3 separate regions of the Sus scrofa genome follow, and all the other regions are linked to region 3. Evidence: chromatin contacts called from public HiChIP or PLAC-seq and promoter capture Hi-C data. All regions are on one chromosome and are shown on one strand. Each heading gives the region's core, a stretch centred on a gene start, on an enhancer-like site or on the middle of the called end of the contact. The rest is flanking DNA. Distances are from core to core; before and after follow the strand shown.

What was found. Promoter capture Hi-C pulls out the DNA fragments that hold promoters and counts their contacts. HiChIP or PLAC-seq counts read pairs in DNA pulled down with a chosen protein or histone mark.
Region 1: a contact with region 3 is called in an H3K27ac HiChIP or PLAC-seq map of alveolar macrophages. The contact joins the promoter of CGRRF1 here to the promoter of DDHD1 in region 3. A contact is called at or near these places in 2 of 2 datasets of contacts at active chromatin or transcription factors (alveolar macrophages and skeletal muscle).
Region 2: a contact with region 3 is called in a promoter capture Hi-C map of fetal liver, with 3 times the contacts expected there. The contact joins the promoter of CNIH1 here to the promoter of DDHD1 in region 3. A contact is called at or near these places in 2 of 5 promoter capture datasets (fetal liver and liver) and 1 of 2 datasets of contacts at active chromatin or transcription factors (skeletal muscle).

Annotation. Positions count from the first base shown.
Region 1 is chr1:183,861,269-183,864,708 of Sscrofa11.1, forward strand. CGRRF1 (cell growth regulator with RING finger domain protein 1) reads left to right here and starts at 2,191. Exons shown (of 11, transcript XR_002346942.1): 1 at 2,191-2,361. GMFB (glia maturation factor, beta) reads right to left here and starts at 2,066. Exons shown (of 7, transcript NM_001244461.1): 1 at 1,987-2,066. The coding sequence starts at 1,989.
Region 2 is chr1:183,826,832-183,830,687 of Sscrofa11.1, forward strand. It overlaps CNIH1 (cornichon homolog (Drosophila)), which reads right to left and starts at 2,275. Exons shown (of 5, transcript NM_001243525.1): 1 at 2,160-2,275. The coding sequence starts at 2,240.
Region 3 is chr1:182,753,208-182,756,712 of Sscrofa11.1, forward strand. DDHD1 (phospholipase DDHD1) reads right to left here and starts at 1,319. Exons shown (of 12, transcript XM_003121795.4): 1 at 6-1,319. The coding sequence starts at 852.

The DNA of each region.
Region 1 (3,440 bases), core at 941-3,440, 1.1 Mb after region 3:
AGGCAGAGACACTTTGATTAAAGTGAGCACAGCACATCTAATACAATGAAAGGTCAGTGTGACTCAGGCACAGAGAATGAGCTGTAACATGTACAAGAGGAGGTTAGCAGGGGCTGGACCACACAGGGCCCAGTGGGTCATATTAAATATACTAGTCTCCATCCTATGAGCAAAGGGAAGCCACTAAGTGTTTTAAGCAGGTGGTGACAAGGGAATTGACCAGATCTGTATGCAGGAAACAGAGAGCCAGGATGAATAGAACAAAACAAGTTAACTGGTAAGACTAGTCCAGATGAGAGACAAAAAGTAGGTTGATGAGGATAAAGAGAAGTAGGTGAATACTGCTAATGAAATTGTTAATATGTATTAAACACTATGAGAAAAAACACTGCTGTACGTCCTTTACATGGATCTCCCTTCATCCTCAAAACAACCCCAAGAAATGGGTATCATATTATCCTCATTTTGCAAGAAACTAAGGCTTAGAGAGGTTAACTATCTTTCCCAAAATTATACAACCATGGAAGCCAGGATTCAACCCAGACAGCCTGACTTTAGCCCCCTCTCTTAACCACTACAAAGGAGCTGGGACAGACTGGGTGGCGTGGATTAGTACAAATGTGACTCCTAGGCTTCTTGCTTGTGTAGTAGACTTAAATGGTGCTACCTTTCACTAAGTTAAGGAACACTGAGGAAGACCAAGTTTGAGGGGAAAAAGGAGTTCTATTTTGGACACTAAGCAGGCTCTAAGGCACTCAAGTGGGGAAAGCTTTCTTTCCAGGGGATGCTAACTAAAGAGCAGGATAGGTAGGGCTGATCTCAGAAGCAACATTTGCAATACAAATTCACAAGTCATCTACACATAGGTAGGTAGTAACTGAAACTAATGAATGTAGAAAGGAGAGAAAGAATACAGAATGGAAAATGAAGCATTAGGATAGAGCTCAGGACTCCTTGTGATGTACAGGGAAGGAGAGCTGCATGGGACACAGACAGACCAACAAGAGAAGAAAAATGAGTTTTGTATTCTAGAAGCCAAGGGGGAAGCACAAAGGAAGAGAATGTTTCAAAGAGGAGAGCATGATCAACACTGAGAATACAGATAAGGAAAGATGAGAATTGAAGAGAGTCCCTTGGATTTAGTGACCATGAAATATATTCGATGAAGGTGGGTTGAAAAATGAATGGGGAGTTAGAGAAAAGGACAGCAGGAATTTTGTGTTTTATTTCTAATTACAGAAATGAGAAGCATATTCTTAAATCCCATGAGAAAGATTCAGGAGACCCCGGCTTGGGCAATCAGTGAAATCATCCACTTTATTTTTGCGCGTGGGGTCGAAACCACACAAGAAAGGAAGCGAGAGCCCCCAGACACAAAAAACGAAAGCTTTTGACAGTCACTTTAAAATCAAGCGTCAAAGCGCTGGGTCGAAAGGTTTCCAACTGCCATAACTCGAAGAAAGCAAGGATAAGGAAAAATCATTAGAAGCACGTCAGGAAGCTTAACGCGATGCCGAAAGAACGGAATCAAAATTCGAGCCTTCCCCGCAAAGGCGGCCAGGCGGAAGGTACTCGGCGCCTGCCGGTCCCTCGGGCCTGCAGAGAAGCAGGTGTTTGGGGGAGTTCCTCCGAAGGACCAGACCCCCGGCCCCTCTGACCCTTCAGCGCAAAAGCTAGAAGCCGCCCCCACCTCCCCATCCAGAAGGACGCGGTGAGCATGACCCACCCCTACTGGCCGCACCCCAGTCCCCGAGCCTGCTGGGCGAGTCGACTCCGGGCCCGGCAGGAGGATGCTGCCCTTGGCAAAGGCGGCAGCGGCGGCGGGCGGGGGCCAACTCGCAGCAAGAGAGAAACTACCAGCAGCCAGGCCGGAAGCGGCCGCCGACCCACCCGGGGCGCTGCCCGCCGATACCGGCTTCGGCAAACAGGAAAGCCCGGCGGGCTGGCCCAGCCCTCCGGCCCCCGCCCTCCCCGGCAGCAACTCACCATTTTCCTTCCGGCCGTCAGCAGCCTTTCGCCTCCCCTTGGGCCCCTTTAAGAATGGCACGGCTGCCGCCTCCGTTCCTGCACGGCGCCTGGCAGAGCCGCCCCCACCAGCTACGCGGCAGCTGCAGGGCAGCACGTGACCGCCAACGGTGGCCGGCGCGGCTCAAACTTCGCAGGAACGCGAGTGCCCCCGCCCCTTCCATTTCTCCCGCGCTGTTTCTTGAACCCTCCAGTGGACGCTATCGGATTCGGAGTGGAGGACTTCCAGTGCCAAAATGTATCCTCAAAATTCGAGCCAGTTTTTGCTTCCTTTCAACCCTCCTCAATCTCTGAGAGAAATTTCATGGTGACATGATTGAGTCAACGATTTCAATGGTAAATGTGTGTGTTTGACCCCAACCTACCTTTCAAATTCCACCTCCCTCAAACCTAGGTACACCTGCCTTTCCTCTCACCCTCTCCGGAACCCTTGCCCCTACTCTGACCACCTTGCGGGACTTGGTAAATACATTTCTTTCTTGATGGTGTTTATTTATTCAAGTCTGATTGCGTGATGATTCATGTCTAGATGAGTGTTCTCATGAGCCATTGCCTAATCGCGCATTAAGAAGTTTCTGTAGGGGCAAGTTTACTTTTGAACCCGGTGGTTTGGAAGAAGTAAGGTTTGAACTCAGAATTCGTACACGTGTCTTCAATGAAAGAAGCTAACTGGGGCAGGAGCTCACGGAGTTTACAGCTTATCCTCAGCTGGTGCATGGTCCATAGTTGATGCTTGCTTCTTATTTACTGAATGACGAAAGAAGCAGAGAAAAAAGAAAATTCCAGAACATGCGCCCACTGCCATCCTTCTTCATTAGTATTAGACTGGATTATTAGAATATTTAAAGTTTATATTTAATGTTAAATTTAATGAATTGTTAGCATATTAATAAATACCATTAAGTCAGAGTTAAAATATATAACTTAGGAGTTCCCGTCGTGGCACAGTGGTTAACGAATCCGACTAGGAACCATGAGGTTGAGGGTTCGATCCCTGCCCTTGCTCAGTGGGTTAATGATCCGGCGTTGCCCTGAGCTGTGGTGTAGGTTGCAGACGCGGCTCGGATCCCGCGTTGCTGTGGCTCTGGCGTAGGCCGGTGGCTACAGCTCCGATTGGACCCCTAGCCTGGGAACCTCCATATGCCGCGGGAGCGGCCCAAAGAAATAGCAAAAAGACAAAAAAAAAAAAAATATATATATATATATAACTTAATTTGATCCAATACCTACGTTTTCTCATAAATTAGAAAACTAGAAAGTTTAACTAGTAAGAAATTCCACAGCTCAGCTACATTCTCTTAGTGACCTGCCCCCATAATACTTTTTACTATGATAAGAGAACTGGTAAATTTGACACCTAGTACCATGTAAGAAATGATGGGAGAGAAAATGATTGTTATTAGTCCATGAACAAT
Region 2 (3,856 bases), core at 1,025-3,524, 1.1 Mb after region 3:
CTTAAAGAGGATTTTTTTGTGTTGGTCTTTTTTTTTTCTTCTTCTTTGGCTGCCCTTTGTCATATGCAGTTCCCCCAGCCAGGGATCAGATGTGGAGCCACAGTTGCGACCTATGCCGAACATGCAGCAACGCCAGATCCTTTAACCCACTGTGCTGGGCTGGGGATTGAACATGCATCCTGGCACTGCAGAGACACCACCAATCCCAATATACCACAGTGGGAACTCCTTAAAGGGGATTTTTTTTTTTAAATTATACTTGAAATTTCCAAATGAGTCTTCTGACAGATACTTAAACTACCTAAGAAAATAAACTGAAGATTACATAGTTAATAGAAAAATTGAAGCTATATCTTTATTTAGAATTTTCCATTTGTTCCCAAAGGATGCATAATCCTCTGAACTGAGAAATCCCTAAGGATAAAAGCTCTCCACTCATCCCTGAAGAAAATTTTAACTCTAATAGGGCTTAAAATTACCTACTTCACTCAGACACACATTCACTTCAAAGATGAAACTAAATAACCCCTTTTTTAAAAAATGCAGTTCAGGTTTTCCTTAAGCCAAACACAACCTACTTCAAAATGTAAGCCATTCATGACTCTTAAGAATCCCCATCAGCTCCAAAAACAAAGAGTACCCATCAAGTAAGAAGTATTACATCCTCATCTACAGACGGCAAGGAACCACACATTTCAGTTTCATCAGAGGCTTATTAAGGCAGAGCTAGTTTGCATCCCCAATTATCTTATTGTCTTTATTCCACCAAAGAAGAGCCTAAAATGCTCAAGTTATTAGTTCCTACTGACAAGCATTTTGAGGGAGCAGTTACTTAACAGCCCACATAAGCATTCCCCACCACACAAACAGTGCAGTTTTAAATAATTATAAATGTAATCATACTCTTTAGCAAAAGGGAATGGATTTGAGTGTTTTTTTTTGCACAAGATGCTGCTGTCATTTAAATCACTCTGCCTATGTTCCATTAACAAATCCTTGTTATGGGCATGATGAAACCTGACTTAAAATGTTCATGAGCGTGAACATGCTCAATCATTCAAATTAAGACCAATATTCCAGAAAGTAGTAGAATATGGAGGGCAGAACAAATGTAAGATACATTTTTTTTTTCCCACTGTACAGCAAGGGGGTCAGGTTATCCTTACATGTATACATTACAATTATATTTTTCCCCCGTAAGATACATTTTTTAATGAATGATTTCCAAAAGGTTACTTCTAACTTTGCGTTAGAGAAACAGGATCCCTTAAACATTTATTGTAGAACTATTTCACAGGGAATTTACTTGTTCCCAGTAAGGTTGCATTTCTGTCCTGCAACATAACGTGAGTTTAAAAAATAAATAAAACAAAAGTCCTAGAGAAGCTTACGGTTTCTGAACGTTTTCAAAATCAAATTAAAACTACCTCTACTAAATCAAGTTACTCCGAATACAGAAGTGGCTAGGAAAAAGGTCTTTCGAGAAACTGTCAAAGTATGATTTAGGGGGAAAGTTCGGTGATGCAGAGAACAAAGTGATCAATTCAACCTCCATCCAAGTTCACCAGGAAACAAGAATCTGGGGGCGGAGAGAGGGGATGTTTTGCTGGAAGAGCACCCAAGTGCTGACAAGGAGAGTTCGAAATTTATCTAAAGTGGGTTGTAAGTATCTCACTTGGGCCATACTCCCGTGAATTCCCGAAAACAAAGGCAACCGGCATTAAATAACAATAATTCGGCAAGCTTCATCCCCTCTAAATACGTAGCACGCCTCTCCGCGCTCTTGACATTCTCCCGAGAGATGTGGGAAAGCAGGGATGCCGAGCCGGCCAGCAAAGCACTGTCCCGCAGGGCCCGTAGGGACCGCGGCTGCCCCACCCGGCGGGGAAGGAGTAACGGCGCGCGAGGCCTGCGCTGGGACACAGAGGGCGCAGGCAGCCAGCCAAACAACAGAGGCCTCGGCTCCTCCTGGACCTGGAGCCCCCGGCCCGCGGACGGAGGGCGCGCAGACCCCTGCGCGCGCGGCCTGTACCGCCCCGGCCTGGCCCCATCCCCAGCCGTGCGGACCTCCGGGGGCCGTGGCCGCCCCGACCACGGGCCCGGAGCGAGAAGAGCCTGCGCCGCCACCCCGCCCCCTTCCCCCGGCACTGGCTACTCACGTGCCAAATGGCGAAGAAGATGAGCGCTGCAGTAAGCAGCAGCGCCAGCATGTAACAGAAGGCCGCGAACGTGAACGCCATGGCCGGGGAGGAGCAGGGAGCAGCGCCGGCGCCAGCGGAGAAAAGCGGCGCAGGGCCCTCTGGGTAAAACCATTCACTTCCCGCGGCCACAGCCCTCACCGCCGCCGCCGCTGCCGCCGCCACCGCCGCGGCGCCCGCCCTCCTAGTGCGCTTGCGCACCAGCTTCGGAGGAAGGCGCCCTCCGATGGCCGGAGTCGGCCTTGCACAGTGTTAGACAGGGTCCACCTAACCCTAACCCTAACCCCAACCCTAAAAGATTAAAATATAGCGAGTTGATTTCTTTGGACTACTTCGCTCGTTTATTCTTTGAACAAGTATTTCTTCACAAGAGTGCCTAATATTTCCCAGGTACTGTCCTTCTCTGAGATACAAAGATGAGTAAAATAATACTTGCACTGAAAGAAGTTAGCATAGTGCCAGAAATTAATACATAAATAATAAGTCATTACAGAATTATAACCCTGTTAACGGAAGTCGGCAGCATGTTATGAAAGGTTTGAAAAGGCTACCCAGCCCACCCTGGAATGTTCAGGGAAAGATCCATGAAGTAGAAATTTCCCAAGCTGAGCAGAAGTTGTCCAGGCAAAGATAGGTAGGATCAGCTGTCCAAGAAGAAGGTTTAATATGAGCATATGCACAGAGATGAAGAAGAAAAAAGTTCAGGTCTTAGGTGAAACCGCCAAGGCAGTGTGGAGTGTTAGACTCCAGGAGTCATCAAAGGTTTAGATCATAGAGGGCTTTGCTTAAATGCCTGGTTAAGGAGCTCAGACTTCATATCCCATAAGCCCATGTTTTTCAATCTGTTTTACTCACCATTCGCAATTAGACTTTTTCATTGCAACACAGCAGAACATGACCTACACATTGAATTATAGAGAGATGGGCATCTGGATATCAAGACAAAGAAATAGATATTTAACAATCAAAAATTTCACAAGACAGGAGTTCCCATTGTGGCTCAGTGTGTTAAGAACCTGACTAGTATCCATGAGGATGCAGGCTGGATCCCTGGCAGGATCCATCGTTACCGTGAGCTGATGTCGCTTGGATCCTGCATTGCCGTGACTGTGGTGTGGGCCGACAGCTGCAGCTCCAATTCGACCCCTAACCTGGGAACTTCCATATGCCTAGGGGGCGACACTAAAAAGATGAAAAAAAAAATTTTTTTTTTCACAAAACAATGCTAAGGATCCATGAGTACTTGCCCCCCATCCTTTTTTGCTGTGTTGTTTTTAATGTTCTTTGTGACCCACAAAATTGACTCACCACCTGCTAAATGATTGTAGCTGATGGAAGCGGAAATCAGTGAAGGTTTTTAAGCAAGATCTTTAATGGCTTTGCATTAAAGATCTCTCACACCAGCAAATTGTGTAGAAAATGGTTTAGAAGCAGAGTCTTTCCAGGACTGTCCAACAGAACTTTCTGCAATAGTGGAAATTTTCCTTTTTTTTTTTTTTTTTTTTTTTTTTTTTTAGTCTTTCTGCTATTTCCTGGGCTGCTCCTGTGGCACATGGAGGTTCCCAGGCTAGGGGTCGAATCGGAGCTGTAGCCCCCGGGCTACGCCAGAGACACAACAACGCAGGATCCGAGCCACGTCTGCAACCTACACCACAGCT
Region 3 (3,505 bases), core at 69-2,568:
CTCACGGTTCCAGTACACCGGGTAGCATTCTCCTTGGTTCACATCCACCTCGTAGAGGCCGCCCCGCACACACACCCGCTCGATGTTCACCAGCTCCTCCATCTCGCGCCCGTGCCCGGTAATGCGCGGACAGAAGCCGCAGACGCGGTCCCCCTCGTGGTCCTCCAGGGAGCCGGAGGCCTGGCCAGTAGCGGAGGGTGGGCCGACCGCATGATCGCCCTCCGGGTCTTGGGCCTGGGCCCGGGCATCCGCGGCCTGCAGCAGGGTCCGGAAGGCGAGCTCGATGCGGAGCGAGTCGTAGCCGATGAAGGGTTTCCAAGTCTTCTTGTCTTCCTTGTAGAACCAGCGCACCTCCTCCGGGCCCAGCTCCGTCACTACCTCGTATCGGTGCCGGGCGGCGGCGCCGCCGGGCCGGATACGCTTCCTCTCCCCGGGGCCCCCTCCGGCCGCCCCGCCGCCCCCCGAGTTCGACGGGACCAGAGGCGGCTGCTGCGGCGGGTGAAGTGACGAGGAGCTGCCGCCGCCACCGCTCTCGCCCTCACTGTAGTAGCGCAGCGAGGAGCCCGACTCGGCGGAGCTGAAGTCATAGTTCTCGTCACTGAGGCAGGGATCCAGCGCCAGGTGGTGGTTGTGGTCCTCTGCGCCCGGCGCCAAATGCAGCCCTGGCTCCCCGCGCAGCAGGGCCAGGGGCACTTCATCGTCGCCCGGGTCCCCAGCAGTCAGGTGGTCGAAGCAGCGGACGCTGCTGCCGAACGCCGGCTCCGCATCCGAGCCCAGCTCCCAGGAGGCGCCGCCGCCGCCCCGGCCGTTATGCTCGGGGCTGAGCTGAGAGCCGCGGCCCGGGTAATTCATGCTCTGGAGACGCCGCCGCCGGCCGGGCCGGGCGCGGAGCCGTGACCCCCAGAGCTTTCGCCACACATTCAACGCCGCCTCCCTCTCCACCGGGAGTTTTCAATCTTTCAAATCCCGACCGGGGCTGCGGCGGCACCCGCGGCGGCTCCGCCCCCCCGAGCCCCGCAGCCGCGGTAGCCGCGTCCCGCCGCCAGTCTCATAGTCACGCAGCCCGACGTAGGTGGTGCTTGGCCTCAGGCCCCGCCCCTCCCGCCGCGCGCGCCGTCCCGGAAGCCCTTTCTCCGCCCACTCTGCGCCGGAGCCGCGCCTCTTGCCTCTCCTGCGCGGGGTTGGGGTCATCTCGGGATTCCTCAATTCCTGTCGCCTACTCTCCTTTCTCCTTCCCCTGCACTGCCGCTTCGCCCCGCCCTTCTAGGGTCGGAACCCAGGTGTGGAGAAGCTTTACCCGACTCATCCTTGCAATCTGGATCCTGAGCCGTAAAGGCTTATTCTCCACATCGGGAGAGAGCCCCCGGAAATTGGATTCATCTGACACTTTTTATGACTTTAGGCCCGCCTGCGGCCTCACCTGGACTTTATCAATCACCTGGTTTATGGTCCCTACAGCATCGTGGGTCCACGCAGGGCATTCCACTCCACGCCTACGGATTCCTCACTTTGGCGTCACGACTCCCACTCAAATCCAAGTCAAAACCGCCCTTCATATACCACCTCATATTACTGCTTGTCTTCCCATATGTATTTCCTGTTTTCTAAACCTTATTTTAAGGTCCTTGTTGGAGGCCAAGTCTGTATGTTTCAACCTCCCACAAGGTGGGTGCACAATCAATGTTGATTATAAGGATGGCAAACCCGGTCAGCTGTTGATAATTAGATTGAAAGCTAAAAAATAACCAGGTTTTAGACTGTTTTGATAACTAACTGCAGGCAGGTCACTTAAATCTTAATCTTTTTGGTTTCCTCATCTGTAAGATCTCTGAACTCTTCCAGCAATAGAATTCTGTGACTGGCAAGATTACTTTTTGTTCTTTATGCATCTCTGATTCTGTAGCACTTTCTGGGATCAGGTTGAATGCTGAGGCTCCCGTGTGGTTCTTTTATATTATGCAAAAGTTTTATTTTATAAACGCATTACTCTATGTTGAGTATCCTGAGAAAAACAATCTCTAATCTCAGTGTTATCAATTCAAGATCAGACAATATTCTCCTTGAAGATTAGGATTTCAACGTATGAATTTTGAGGAAACACAAACATTCAGACTATTGCAGAGAGTGTCTTCTTTGGTCACAGACTAAATGGAATAATAGCCTGTCCTGAAGCGGGAAACAGTCATTGAACCCATATAAGATGTCTACTGAGTTTCAGGCACTATGCTAGACCCTACAGTGAAGCAGTCAACAATCTAGAGGTATCTCTAAATAAACCCAGAAAGCCAACTTTTTAGTTCTTCTGAGGAATATAATTGTAATGCCAGAATGACCACAGGAGTCATTCTTTCCCTAAATACAGATCAATAGTGCAAGCCAAGTTGCAATCTAAATGTAGCTGGACAAGTATAAATAACATAGGACTACTTAATGAATAAAGTCATTCATCCTTCTGTTTATTCATTCAACAAATATTTATTGTCTAGTCATGTTTTGCTGGTGGTTTTTGTGTTTGAAATGATGCTTATGATGCAGAATTATCAAATGCACTTAAAGATTTGTAAGAGGTCTGCCCACAAAACTGTACTTACCAAAAATTCATAAAAATTTTCTATATTCCTTCTGGAAATAAAGGTCAATGGTATTGAAGGTATATATTCAAATGAAAGAAAACAAATCATTACAGTATCGATGCATACTCTATGGAGACAGCCACAAAATCCTAATCAGCTTGTTTGTATCAGAAAGAGAAGATTTGGCTATCTCCCTGCCCTTTCATTATAGAAGATGAGTTGGATTATAACCAGAGGCTGCTATGAGGTCCACATCATGTATCCATTATAAATGCGTTTGATGACCTTTGTGCTCCAGGATTCTTTTTTTTTTTTTTGTCTTCTTGCCTCTTCTAGGGCCGCTCCTGCGGCATATGGAGGTTCCCAGGCTAGGGGTCTAATCAGAGCTACAGCTGCCGGCCTACGCCAGAGCCACAGCAACACCAGATCTGAGCCGTGTCTGCGACCTACACCACAGCTCATAGCAATGCTGGATCCTTAACCCACTGAGCGAGGGCAGGGATCGAACCCATGACCTCATCATTCCTAGTTAGATTCGTTTCCGCTGTGCCACGACGGGTATCCCCAGGATTCTTTTCTATCTCAGCCCTAAGCTAAACTGAAAGTACATATTTATTTATTCACAAAATATATAGTATATAACTTATATGGGCCCTCAGCACAAAGTATTTGGTAAGCATATTAGGCTGAGAAAGACTTAAAAGTGGCATCTTATCTGTGTGTAGTTTACTCTGTTTTTCATATAACGAGTGAACAAAGAGAGAAGAAAGCTCTATTTCAATAGGGATTTCCATTGGAGCAACTCTGGGTAATCTGCTGAGTTTTAAAAGGACTGAATGGCAGAATCATTTCACTGATTTTGCAACTGCTGCTTAAGAGAGTGTTTATCATTACACCATAAGCCAGGATTTCAAATGTGAGGTTTCAGTTTG